Regions from separate parts of the Mus musculus genome. Here region 2 is linked to region 1. The links are chromatin contacts, called in public promoter capture Hi-C maps. All regions are on one chromosome and are shown on one strand. Each heading gives the region's core, a stretch centred on a gene start, on an enhancer-like site or on the middle of the called end of the contact. The rest is flanking DNA. Distances are from core to core; before and after follow the strand shown. Region 1 holds the start of Cyp4f39 (cytochrome P450, family 4, subfamily f, polypeptide 39). Region 2 holds the start of Cyp4f16 (cytochrome P450, family 4, subfamily f, polypeptide 16).

Region 1 (5,971 bases), core at 193-2,692:
CCACCAGCCTGCTCAGCCCTGCCATATGGTCTGTCTCACATTCAAGGGTGGGTCTGACTGGATACTTCTGAAGCAGATGGGCTGGCCAAGGACAATATCCTGCTGCAAGGTCAAGTGCCTATGAATGGGTGGGTTTGGTTGAGGTGGGACCTGAATAGTCTAATGCTTCTGGAGACCCTCCCCTCATCTTGTATTTTTGCATCTGTTCATTTAAACTGTATATATTTAAGCTACATTATTTACATTATTTTGTGTACATGAGTGTTTTGTCTGTATGTTTGTATGAGCATCATGTGCATGCCTGGTGCCCTCCAGGTCAGAAGATGTTGTTGGGTCCCTTAGAACTGGCATTGGAGATGGTTGTGAGCTGTCATTTCTGTATTCACTAAGGTAGTGTGTGGGTCACAGTGGTCTGTGGTGGGCCTGTAGAGGTCAGGGACATCTTGTGGGAGTTGGTTCTCTCCTTCCATCACGAGTCCTAGGGATGAACTCAGGGAGTCATGCTCGGTGGTGATTGCTTTTACCTTGAACTCTGGTGGCCTCTTTTTGTTTTTCCTTAGAAAAATTTTATTATTCTTATTTAAAGATTTGTTTTTTTATCATTTTTGATTATGTGTAGTGTATCCACCTGTGTGAAGATGTATACACATGGATGCAGAGCCTCTGGCTCCTTCAATCTCCTGGAACTGGAATTACATACAAGCAGCTGTGAACAAGTGTTTTACATCTCTGACCCAGTTCTCCAGAGCCCCTTTTCTTCATTACTCTATCTCTCCTCTATCTGTCTGTCCGTCCATCCATCTAATCTATCTATCTATCTATCTATCTATCTATCTATCTATCTATCTATCTATCTATCTATCTATGGTTTCCTTAAGTAGTCCAGGCTGGGCTGGAATTTGTGATTTTTCTGCTTCCAAGTCCTGGGACAGTGGATTGAGGGGATTGTTTGGACTGAAGGAACAGCTGCAGAATCCGGCCCAGGAGGGCAGGTAGGGCAGGCTCCAGGAAAAACAAGTAGCCCTCCGCCCTGGGGCTGATGGAGTCTGAGAACTCTTGAGAGGCCCCAAAGAATACTCCTGTGGAACAGTGAGAGTCTCGGAGGTGATGGTGCAGGAAGTCCTGTGCAAGCTTGGGAACCCGTTCTGGTATTGGAGATGAGTGACCCAGAGTGGAAATGAGGCTCTGATAGGAGTCAAGACCAGGGAGTCGGAAGGGTCAGGCTCTTAGTTGTCTGCATTTTCACGCCTCCCTCTTTGTCTGTTAAGCTCTCTCTTTCTCTGTCTGTCTCAGCCTCCTTGTCTCAGGTTTGCATCTTGGGGGCCAGACTTGCAAGCAACCGGGCAGGGGCGTTGCCAGTATGGGCGTGGCCCCGGAGTTGTGAGGCGGGGCTCAGCGCTCAGCCCGAAGCTTGTAAAGGGCTGGGGCTCAGCCCGGCAGGTTTAAAGGGTTGGGGCTGTCAGACTGCACTGTCAAAGAAGCGGATCTGGATCGAGAGCGGCAGGCTGAGACCCGGGTGAGTGTGTGGGTCCAGCGACTGTGGCCTTAGCGGGGCGGGGCGGGGCGAACATCAGTGGGCACAGCTAATTTCAGGACCCCACGACCAGTGATGAGGTTGAGTGACCAGGAGCAAGATGTTGCTGTATCCCCAAAGGTTGCTGGGATTATGCTCATTTTTATTTCCTGAGCGCGCTCTGGTGTCCCGGGAGTCGCTTCTTTTTGAGTGCGGGTTGTAGAAAGAGAGGGGGCACTTTTTGGCTAGAGATTTCTGTTCTGGGACACCTCCTTATAGGGTTTGCCTGAGTCGTTGATGTATTTATTGTCTTGAAGAGAAAGCCTGAGCTGGGCGTGTATTTCTGGGACACAAGTTTTTTTTTTTCAGCATATTTGAAGCTGTCCATCTTGCCGATGGGTCTTTTGGTTGTGGTCCAGCCGCAGTCAGGAATGCTGTGCTCATCCACAGAAGTGTCAGCATCTCCAAGTTCCCTTCTTTGCAAATAAAACAGTGGTCCAGCCTCTCTACCTTTGTCTATGAGCCCCGAAAGTTAGTCAAAGATTTGTCCTGTAAGTGCTGTCTGGTGTTTCAGGGGCCTGGCCCAGACTGGTTTAGAACTATTGATGGGCTGGCCACCTTGGTCTCTGAAAAGGGTTGTGGCTCACTACTTGGGGAAATCTCTGGCTTGAAGTGAGAGATAAGGAGGAAGAGGCTGCCTTTGGCTCCCGCATAGGCAAGAGTCCCTTTATTGGTTAATATACCTCCACAGTTCATTGTGCATTCATTACCCCACAGTTAAGCCTTCTTTCCCTCCCCTCCCACCTCCCAATTTCTCTGTCTTGAAGCTGACTCCAGCAAGAGCCTGTAACATCTAAGTGCCTTGAAGATGAAACCCCCTGAGATCCCTGCCCAGACCCTGATTTGATTGTGGGGGGAGATGAGGGCTGGAGCAGGGGATTACAGACATTCAGAGGGCAAGCTGGGATTGGAACAAACAAACCCTGGCTGACCTCAAAATCCTGGGCCACTTTCTGATGGCCTCGACATCTCTGTAGAGCCCAGCTTGGGTTTCCGAAAGGTAACATTAGCTATGGGCTCATGTCTTGGCGGTGACCAGAGTTGGTAACCACAGAGGGGCTTGGATGACCTGGGAAACATTCAGAGAATGAGACCTCATCTCTCCTATTCAACTAGCCTTGGACTTTATTCTGTAAGTCCCAGATGTCTAGGTAGCAAGGATGGACATGTTGACAGCATCAGGTGGCCCTACCTGAGAATGAGTAAGCACTTTCTTTGTTTACTTTTGCTTTTAATTTGTGTGCGTCTGTGTCTGTGTTTGTGTATGTCAGCACAAGAGTGAAAGCTACAGAACAGCTTTCAGCAGTCTGTTCTCTCCTTCAAGCACGTGGGTGTCAGGGACTGAACCCAGGTTGTCCAGCTTGGCAGTAGGTACTTTTACCCACTGAGCCATCTTGATGGCTCATATATATTCTATATGTCATCATATCTCTGTGAGGTGGAGAAATATGATTCCTGTCTGAAGCAACTGGGGCTCAGAGAGGTGTGGACACTTGCCTCAAGTGGCACGGTTACCAGGGAGAGGGCACTATGGAATCCCTTCTGTGGCTTGGGTCCAAGTGTGCCGTGTTTGCAATGGTATGCAGAGGTCATTACGTCCCAGGTTGCCACTGCCTTCAAACTTCTTTTAAAGGCAGTGCTTATTTTGGGATGGGACAAAGAATATACACGTTTCAAGCTTTTTTTTTTTTTTCTTAAAGACTGAACTGTTTTTATTTTTCCCATTTTTTAAAGATTTATTTATTATTATATGTAAGTACACTGTAGCTGTCTTCAGACACACACCAGAAGAGGCCATCAGATCTCATTACAGATGGTTGTGAGCCACCACGTGGTTGCTGGGATTTGAACTCAGGACCTTTGGAAGAGCAGTCAGTGCTCTTAGCCGCTGAGCCATCTCTCCATCCCCGTTTCAAGCTTTTATGGGGCTTTTCTCTACTTGATTTTACAACTTGGCTCTATCCTCAGTTGTTACAACTGACCCTGAGCTTTCCCTCAGATTTCCAGAAATTTGGGCTGTTTTCAATCCAGACCTGGAGTGTGGCCCTTTGATGTGGAGGACTCTCTAGGGGCAGGTAGATATTTTATATTGAGAGTAAAGGGTAGGCTGGGACAGGAAACAGATAGGCTGGGAAAGGGGAGCTGTTTTGTGGGGTGATGTGTCAACTTTGGGATGTTCCCTGGCCAATACTTGACCCTCAAGAAAAGGCAGTATGCAGTGCCTGGCACTGGCCAGGATCCATATCCTGGGTTCTTTTTTGTGATCCCACATACCTTGTATAACAAGTCCCTGACTGGCAATTTACCAGCCTAACCAGTCAAACTAGGCTCCCTGGGTGTGGGCTGGGCTGGGCTGCAGGGTTGGTCGTTGGTACCACTGATGCCAGATAAGGCAGTTCTAAGCAGAAGGGGTGGAGTGCTAAGGCACTCCCGGGGCAGACTGGGATGACAGTAGGGTCTGGTTCATGGAAGAAATGGCCCTGCTAGCCTTCCACAGGCTTCTTAGGGTGCTGCTTTAAATTTGTTCCAACTTTTATTTTGCTAAGAGAGTGTCTCTTGCAGCCCAGGCTGGCTTCAGACTGACTATGTAGCTGAAGATGCCCTTGACCTTCTGATTCACCTGCCTCTACCTCCCAGGTGCTGGGATTACAGGCAGTGCCATCACATCTAGTGTTCTGTGATGCTGGAGATCAAACACAGAGCTTGCATACTAGGCAAGCACCCCACTAACTGAGGCACACGCTCAGTCTCATTTCCTTTACTTCTGCAAAAATACTAATAAGCTGTAGGCATCAGTTTATGCCTGTTATCCCAGCACTTTAGAGGCTGAGTGAGGTAGGAGGATTTTGAGTTCCAGGCCAGCCTGGGCTATTGAGAAAGTTTGTCCTAGCCTAGGCTATAAAACACTATTTCTTTTCTTTTCTTTTCTTTTCTTTTCTTTTCTTTTCTTTTCTTTTCTTTTCTTTTCTTTTCTTTTCTTCTTTCCTTTTCCTTTCCCTTTTTCTTTTCTTTTTTTCTCCTCCTCTCTCCCTCACCCTTCCTCCTTTTCTCCCTCCCTCCCTCCCCACTTCTCAGAGACAGAGTATCTTTTTGTGTAACCTTGGTTGTCCTGGAACTTGCTCTGTAGACTAGGCTGGCCTCAAATTCACAGTCATTTGTCTGCCTTTGCCTCTTGAGTGTTGGGATTAAAGATGTGCATCACCACCACCCAGCAAGACACTATTTCAGTCCAAAACCATTCCCAACAACTTCAAGAGATAAATCCAGTTGTTGTTTCTCTCTCTCTCTCTCTCTCTCTCTCTCTCTCTCTCTCTCTCTCTCTCTCTCTCTCAGGGTCTCACTATGTAGTTTTGGCTATTCTAGAACTCCCTTTGTAGACCAGGCTAGCCTTGAACTCACAGAGATCTACCTGTCTCTGCCTTCTGAGTGGCTGGGATTAAAAGTGTGTACCACTATACCCAGCCCCAAAATTTTAAATTTTACTACATTTATTTATAGAGTGTGTGTGTGTGTGTGTGTGTGTGTGTGTGGTGTGTGTTGGTAAACACCTTTTCATACTGAGCCTGAGCCTTCTTGTTGGATCAATATTGCCTTAAAAACCAAACCAAACCAAACAACAGTCTTACTGTATAGCTCATGCTGGCCTTAAACTCTTGATCATCCTGCATCCTACCTTGGCCTCCCAAATGCTGGGATTGCAGCCTGCACCACCACACCTGGCTATTGTGTTGTTGCTACTCTTTTATATTTGTAACGATTTGTGCAAACATATATATATGTGTGGTTGTGCACATGAGTGTAGGTACCCGTGGAGGGCAGGAAAGAGTGTCAGGTCCTCTGGAGCTGGAGTCGGAGGCACCTGGGAGACCCCACTATGGGTGCTGGGAACTGAACTCTAGTCCTCTGGAAGAACAGTATATGTTTTTAATCTGGGTTCCTGGCATTGAACTGAAGTCATCAGGCATATGTGGCAAACACTTTTACCCACTGAACGATCTTTTGGGACCCATATGTGCATTTTTTTATTGAGGCTTAGCTACTTACTATAAAATTAACTATTTTGTTAAGGACAGAATCCATGGCCTTGCACACACTCTCATGCCTTGACACACACTGTCATGTTCTTGCACACATTGTCATGCCCTGGCACACACTGTCATGTTCTTGCACACATTCATGCCCTGGCACACACTGTCATGTTCTTATACACACTGTCATGCCCTGGGACACACTGTCATGCCCTGGCACACACTGTCATGCCCTGGCACACAATGTCATGCCCTGGCACACACTGTCATGCCCTGATAACACACTGTCATGTCCTGATACACACTGTCATGCCATGATAACACACTGTCATGCCCTGACACACATTGTTGTGCCCTGATAACACACTGT
Region 2 (5,734 bases), core at 1,215-3,714, 84 kb after region 1:
GGCCACGTTCATACCTAAACGTCAGGCACAGAATATGGTGCTAAATTACATTAGCCAAGGGCTGATAGGGGAAAACTCTCAAAGCTACACACTTCTTCCCTTCTTGGAACCAGAGGCAATTATTCTGGCCTACTTCCTGATGCCCTGACCGCATGCGATCAAGCACATCCTGTGCAACTGGGACAACTGACCTTGTTTACAGAAGTGAAAACACGTGGTTTGTCATCTTACATGAAAAAAGCTGTAGAGAGAATCTCTTGTGTACTGTGTGGAAACACCACCTGTCAGTAGCTGGGAAACATAGTCCTGGGATGAAGTTGGCCACATTTAGAGTGGGTCTTTGCTCTAAGTTCAGCCTTTTTGACAGACTCGTATAGAGACTCCCAGAAATCATCTTCCACGGAAGTTGTAGACCCAGAAAGATGGCAGTGATGAGTGACCATTGTGACTATCTTATCAGGGTCTAGGAATATTCATCTGAAGACATGACGTATATCCTGCATTTATCTTATGATATGTAGCCGAGGTTGACCTTGAGTTTTATTCCTCTTGCATCCACCTCCCAAATGGCCTGATTATAGGTGTAACCCTTGGTTTATTTATAGCTCAGCAGGTTTATTTTTGGAACCGGTATCTGTTATTATGGGGTTGGCAACACCAAAGTCTAAGGCCCTAGACACCTGGTAAGACTTTAGACAGACACCGTAGCTGAGTTTTTAGGTCAGAGTTCGTTCATGACTGTTGCAGTCAAGGTTTGCTCTCAGGTCCTTTCAGTATTCAGTGTCCTGAGGAGGTAATTCGCTTCCTCTGTCCTCGACTCCAGCAGTCTGAGTTCCGGTCCTCCTGATAGAGGAGGGTTTGGTTGGGGCACAGGAGTAGAAGGAGTAATCCAGAGTTTAACCAGAGCGAGGAAGGAAGGGAGAACATATTCTTTGAAGAAGAGCCATTCAGGCCTGAAGAGATGGCTTAGTGGTTAAGAGCACTGGCTTCTGTTCCTTAGGAGCAAGGTTCAATTTGTACTACCTACGTGGTGGCTCGGAACTTTCTGCAGTTCTACTCCCAGGGGATCTCACACTCTTTTCTTTGCAAAGCTTCTGGAATCAAGCTTGTGTGTGGTGCAGACACATACATGCAGACAAAACATCTCTATACATAAATCAAATAAATAAAAGAAAAAATAAGAATGCTAAGTCAAGCGAAACAGCTATGGCTTCAACTGTGACAAGTGGGGGCCTTATACTGCTCTGTTCCATACAGTCTTTCCTTGTGTCTTCTCCAGTGTGGACTCTTTTAGAAATGTTGTGTGTTTCCTTTAGACGTTCATTACCCTAGAATTCAGTGTCATAAGTAGTTGTGAAATTGTAGACTTTGCCTATGCTTAAAAAGTACCTGTGAAGTTGAAAAATTTACTAGAGGAAAGGGAAACAACACCTTGTGAAAAATCCCCTGGGGAGGAAGTCTTGAGGTTGCTTAATTTTGATCTATTAGGGACCCCTAGCCTCCATAGTCCCTCATTTCTTGTTTGGGGAGCCCTGAGTTGGCGAGTCTGGACTTCTCCACTGACCTCTGCCCTTATCTTGCTCTATCAACCACCAATCAAGTACCCTTAACTCTGTTTCAGGACTTTGAGATTGCTTTTATCTGCCAACCTTTGAGCTGGTCCACCCATTGTTCTTTATGTCCGCGCTTTGGTGTGATGTTGGCTCCTTTTACTTGTCTAATAATGGGGAGCATGGCCATGGGAGGGTTCAGTGATTGCTAAGTCCATGACTTGCCGATCTAGGGTTTCTGAACAGCATACACTCCTGTTAAGGTCAAGTCGCCATTTGATCCTGGGAAGACAAGCCATTGCAGGCTTGTTCATTCTTGCCTGTACCCCTGTGCTCATAGCACTTCAGTCTGACTCCTTTCATCCTCACAAACCCGCTGAACTCTGACCCTTTAGTTGCCAGGTGTATTTTCCCAGCCAGGACATCTATCTCTTCAGTCTGACCATGGCTGGATTCTCTGGTCTAGTTTGGAATTGTTTCTATCCAGGGGCTGGGCTGCTAAGGGAGAGGACTGAATGCTGCAAGACTGTAGTCGGTGAGCAGAGGCATTCCAGAGACAGGTCTGCAGTTCTGCAGTTCTGCAGTGAGGAATTCTGCATGCTGCACTCCCACCAGTGAGATGTGCAGAGATCCCTGGGAGATGCTCAGGGAACATCCTGAACACCATCCTGGCACCTGTACTTCCTCCTTCACGCTTTTATCAGCAGACTGTTGCCCTTGGAAGGGCCCAGAGTCACCTTTGCCCTTGACTCAGAGGTGCTGCATCCTAAATGCAACCTGCCTGTGTGTGTTGCCCTGAGTCTTTCCCCTCCACTCCAGTCTGGCCCCGCCCAACTTGTTTTGGCCTGATGCCCAGGCAGGGAGGAAGTGGCTGAGCCTGGGAGGGATTTGATTGGTTCAGTCCAGCCTAACCCAGCCTCCCACACAGCTTCCTGAAGTTAGGAAGCAGGGGATAAATGCTTTTCACAGGACTGGGGAGAAGGTCTTAGAGGACCAGCAGCTCCTGAGATAAGGTACCGACTTGGGCTCTGAGGCAAGACAGGGTCCTGACTCTGATCAGGATGAGTTTATCAGTGTTGGGGTGGCTCCATGGAGACAATTGGCACAAGTGAGCCTGGGTTCCTGGATAACCGTTTGTGCTTCAGGCAGAGCCATCCCAGACTTCAACAGCTCTTGTCTGTGTGTTCCCTGCCTCCTTCTCTCTCTCTCATTCTGTCTCTTCCTGTATCTCCATCCCCTTCCCTGCTCTACTCCCTGCTCTACTCTCCAGTTTCTGCCCATGCTCAAAATTCTGAAGTTTTCCAGGTTCCTCTTCCAAACCTCAGAATCTCCTCCTGTGTCTGTCTGCTCAGCAGGATGCTGCGGCTAAGTGTGTCTGGGCTGGACCTGGGCTCTGTGGTGACCTCGTCATGGCATCTTCTGCTGCTTGGAGTGGCTTCCTGGATTTTGGCCAGAATCCTTGCCTGGACTTACTCATTCTATGAGAACTGCTCCCGCCTCAGTTGTTTCCCTCAGCCTCCTAAAAAAAACTGGTTTTCAGGTCACTTGGGCATGGTGAGTATGGCGGCAGATAGGCTGGGGGTACCGGGGTGTATGTGTTCCCTAGGCATCAGGAAAGGTCTGGAGCCTGTAGCAGGGAGAAGCAAAGAAAGTTATTTGGGCCCCTATTCTCATCACAACCCCACATTCATTTATCTTTCTTTCCAAGTTGTGCTCATCAGCCTTTCTCTCTTACCTGGCACCAGCCTACTGTGGGCCATACTCTCAGCAGGACTGAGGATTCCTCAAGTTCCTGGATATGTGTCATAGTCAGTGGATCCCATGGCGAATAGCACAGAGTAGTGGCATCCCTGGTATATTCTGTTTCACTGCTGGATTTGAGATCTTCCTTCAGTATGTCCAAGGTCTTGCCTCCTGCCTGGCTCATCTCTCTTGGTTTCAGATCAGTGACTGTATCTCTCTGGGTTGCTATTTGCCCTGTAGGATTCAGCTGCGATTTCTTACCTCCACCTACTGTTTGGGTGCAGAAGAGAGATTGTAGTTTTTTTCCCTTCCACTTCTTGGCCACTGTCCTTCCTCATTTTGCCCTCTGTCCTGAAGATGCATTAGTGGGCTCCATTATGCAATGTAGGTCAAGGATGAACACTTTTTAACATTGGTAGTGATTATCTGAAGTGCTTAGGGTTTGTGCATGCTAAGCAATGACTTTATTCCAAAGGCACATCACAGCATGACCATTTTCTCTCTGGTCTCATCATAATGACTACACTTCCTACTCAGTACCCTTCCCTGGTCACCAGGTCCCCTTGCTCCATGCTGCTCCATGTTGCAGAACCACATCTTGGGATTAGATCACTCATAATAGAGATATCATCACCAATGCCATACATTCAAGTACTGCTTCTCTCAACAGAATCCTCTTTCCTACCAACATTCTCATGTAACCATTGTTATCCAATGTCTTCTCAGCATCACCATCCTTTATGCATACTAACCTATCAGCTTCCTTACAGTTCCCTTTCATCTCCCCATGAGTTCAAATTCCTATCAAGATTTCAAGTGTGAGGTTCTTGACAATTCATTTTTCCTTTAAGCATTTGGAAAAGTGTTGCTTTTGATGCCCCCAAACTCCCATATGTTGTGTTTTGTTATGCACAGTGATACTGTAGAGTCAGGTGACATGTTTCTTCCCATTCTTATACCTCCTATGTGGTCTTGGTGCACTAAATCTCCTGTCTGTTGCTCCTCCTCTTCCTCTTCCTCCCCACTACTACTACTACTACTATTTCTTCTTCTTCTTCTTCTTCTTCTTCTTCTTCTTCTTCTTCTTCTTCTTCTTCTTCTTCTTCTTCTTCTTCTTCTTCTCTTCTCCTCCTCCTCCTCCTCCTCCTTCTCCTCCTCCTTCTCCTTCTCCTCTTTCTTTCTCCTCCGCCTCCTCCTCTTCTTCCTTCTCCTCCTCATCCTCTTTTTCCTCTACTTCTTGTTCTTCCTGTTCTTGTTCTTATTTTCCTTGTTCTTCTTTTTGTTCGTCTCTTTCTCCTTCTCCTCTTCCCCTCTTCTTCCTTCTCCTACTTCTTCTACTTCTTCTTCTACTTGTACTTCTTCTACTTGTTTTTGTCCTTCTTGTTCTTCTTTTTGTTTTTCTTCTTGTTTTTATTTTTCATATTCTACTTGTACTTTGCTTTTCTGTGTAGCTTTGGCTCTCTTGGAACTTGTTCTGTACACCAGGATGACCTACCTAAAACTCACAGAGACCTGCATCTGTTTCCCAAGGGATTATGTGCTTGTGCCAACTCCATCAGGTTTCTGCCATCTGATTATAGACACAGGATCATTGTCATTGTTTGTTCCCTTCCCTGCTTGTTTCTCATTTCTCTTACCCTTGATTGCCATGTCCCCGAGTCCTGGCTCTGTCTCCTTCATTTCCTCACAGCTCTCTGATGGTTTTTCCACCTTTCCTGGTAGCTCCTATTTGGCTCCAGAATTAAATCCTTCTTGGTCTCCTCTTTGCTCCCTGAGGTCCTTCTCTGTCCACTGCTAGATCCCCTTCCCTCTGACCTTTCCACATGACTCCTCTGTCACCTTCTCCCATTTTCCCTCTGTTGTCTTTTTTGAAGCTTTCTCCTTACCCTAGGGACACAACTCCTAAGTCATTCATCAGTTTCCTCCTTAGATGACTTCCAAGTTCACACTTCTCTGGAACTTGGGATCAATATTTGGAGAACTTTGTGATTGTTTGCTGCAATTCTTTGGAAATTCCTGCAGAAAACTGGTCTTGATAGGCTGTGGTGAATTAGGGACAAGTGAGAGAATTGGATGGGATGAAATTAACTCTAATTTACACCTAACGGGAGGGGAGGATGGAGGAGTGAGGAAGGAAAGGGGGAAGAGGTGAGATAGATGATTTAGCTGTAGAAAAAAATCTCATAGAGAAAAAGATACATTCAGGAGAAAGGGGAGAGGGAGCGATCAGATGAAATGGAGAAGAATCAGAATAATGATAAAGAAATACACACACACACACACACACCACACACACACACAGACACACAGACACACAGACACACACACACACACACACACACACACACACACACACACACCACACACACACACACACACACACACACACACACACACACACACACACACCACACTGAGATCTACCACTCTAATCACCTTCT

The links. Capture Hi-C pulls out chosen DNA fragments and counts their contacts.
Region 2: a promoter capture Hi-C map of adipose tissue shows a contact between it and region 1. The contact joins the promoter of Cyp4f16 here to the promoter of Cyp4f39 in region 1. A contact is called at or near these places in 1 of 15 datasets of contacts at CTCF or cohesin (the NIH/3T3 cell line), 1 of 115 datasets of contacts at active chromatin or transcription factors (embryonic stem cells) and 3 of 9 other capture datasets (adipose tissue, liver and pancreatic islet).

What each region holds. Positions count from the first base shown.
Region 1 is chr17:32,451,281-32,457,251 of GRCm38.p6, forward strand. Cyp4f39 (cytochrome P450, family 4, subfamily f, polypeptide 39) reads left to right here and starts at 1,443. Exons shown (of 14, transcript NM_177307.3): 1 at 1,443-1,516.
Region 2 is chr17:32,534,093-32,539,826 of GRCm38.p6, forward strand. It overlaps Cyp4f16 (cytochrome P450, family 4, subfamily f, polypeptide 16), which reads left to right and starts at 2,465. Exons shown (of 13, transcript NM_024442.2): 1 at 2,465-2,563; 2 at 2,906-3,104. The coding sequence starts at 2,907.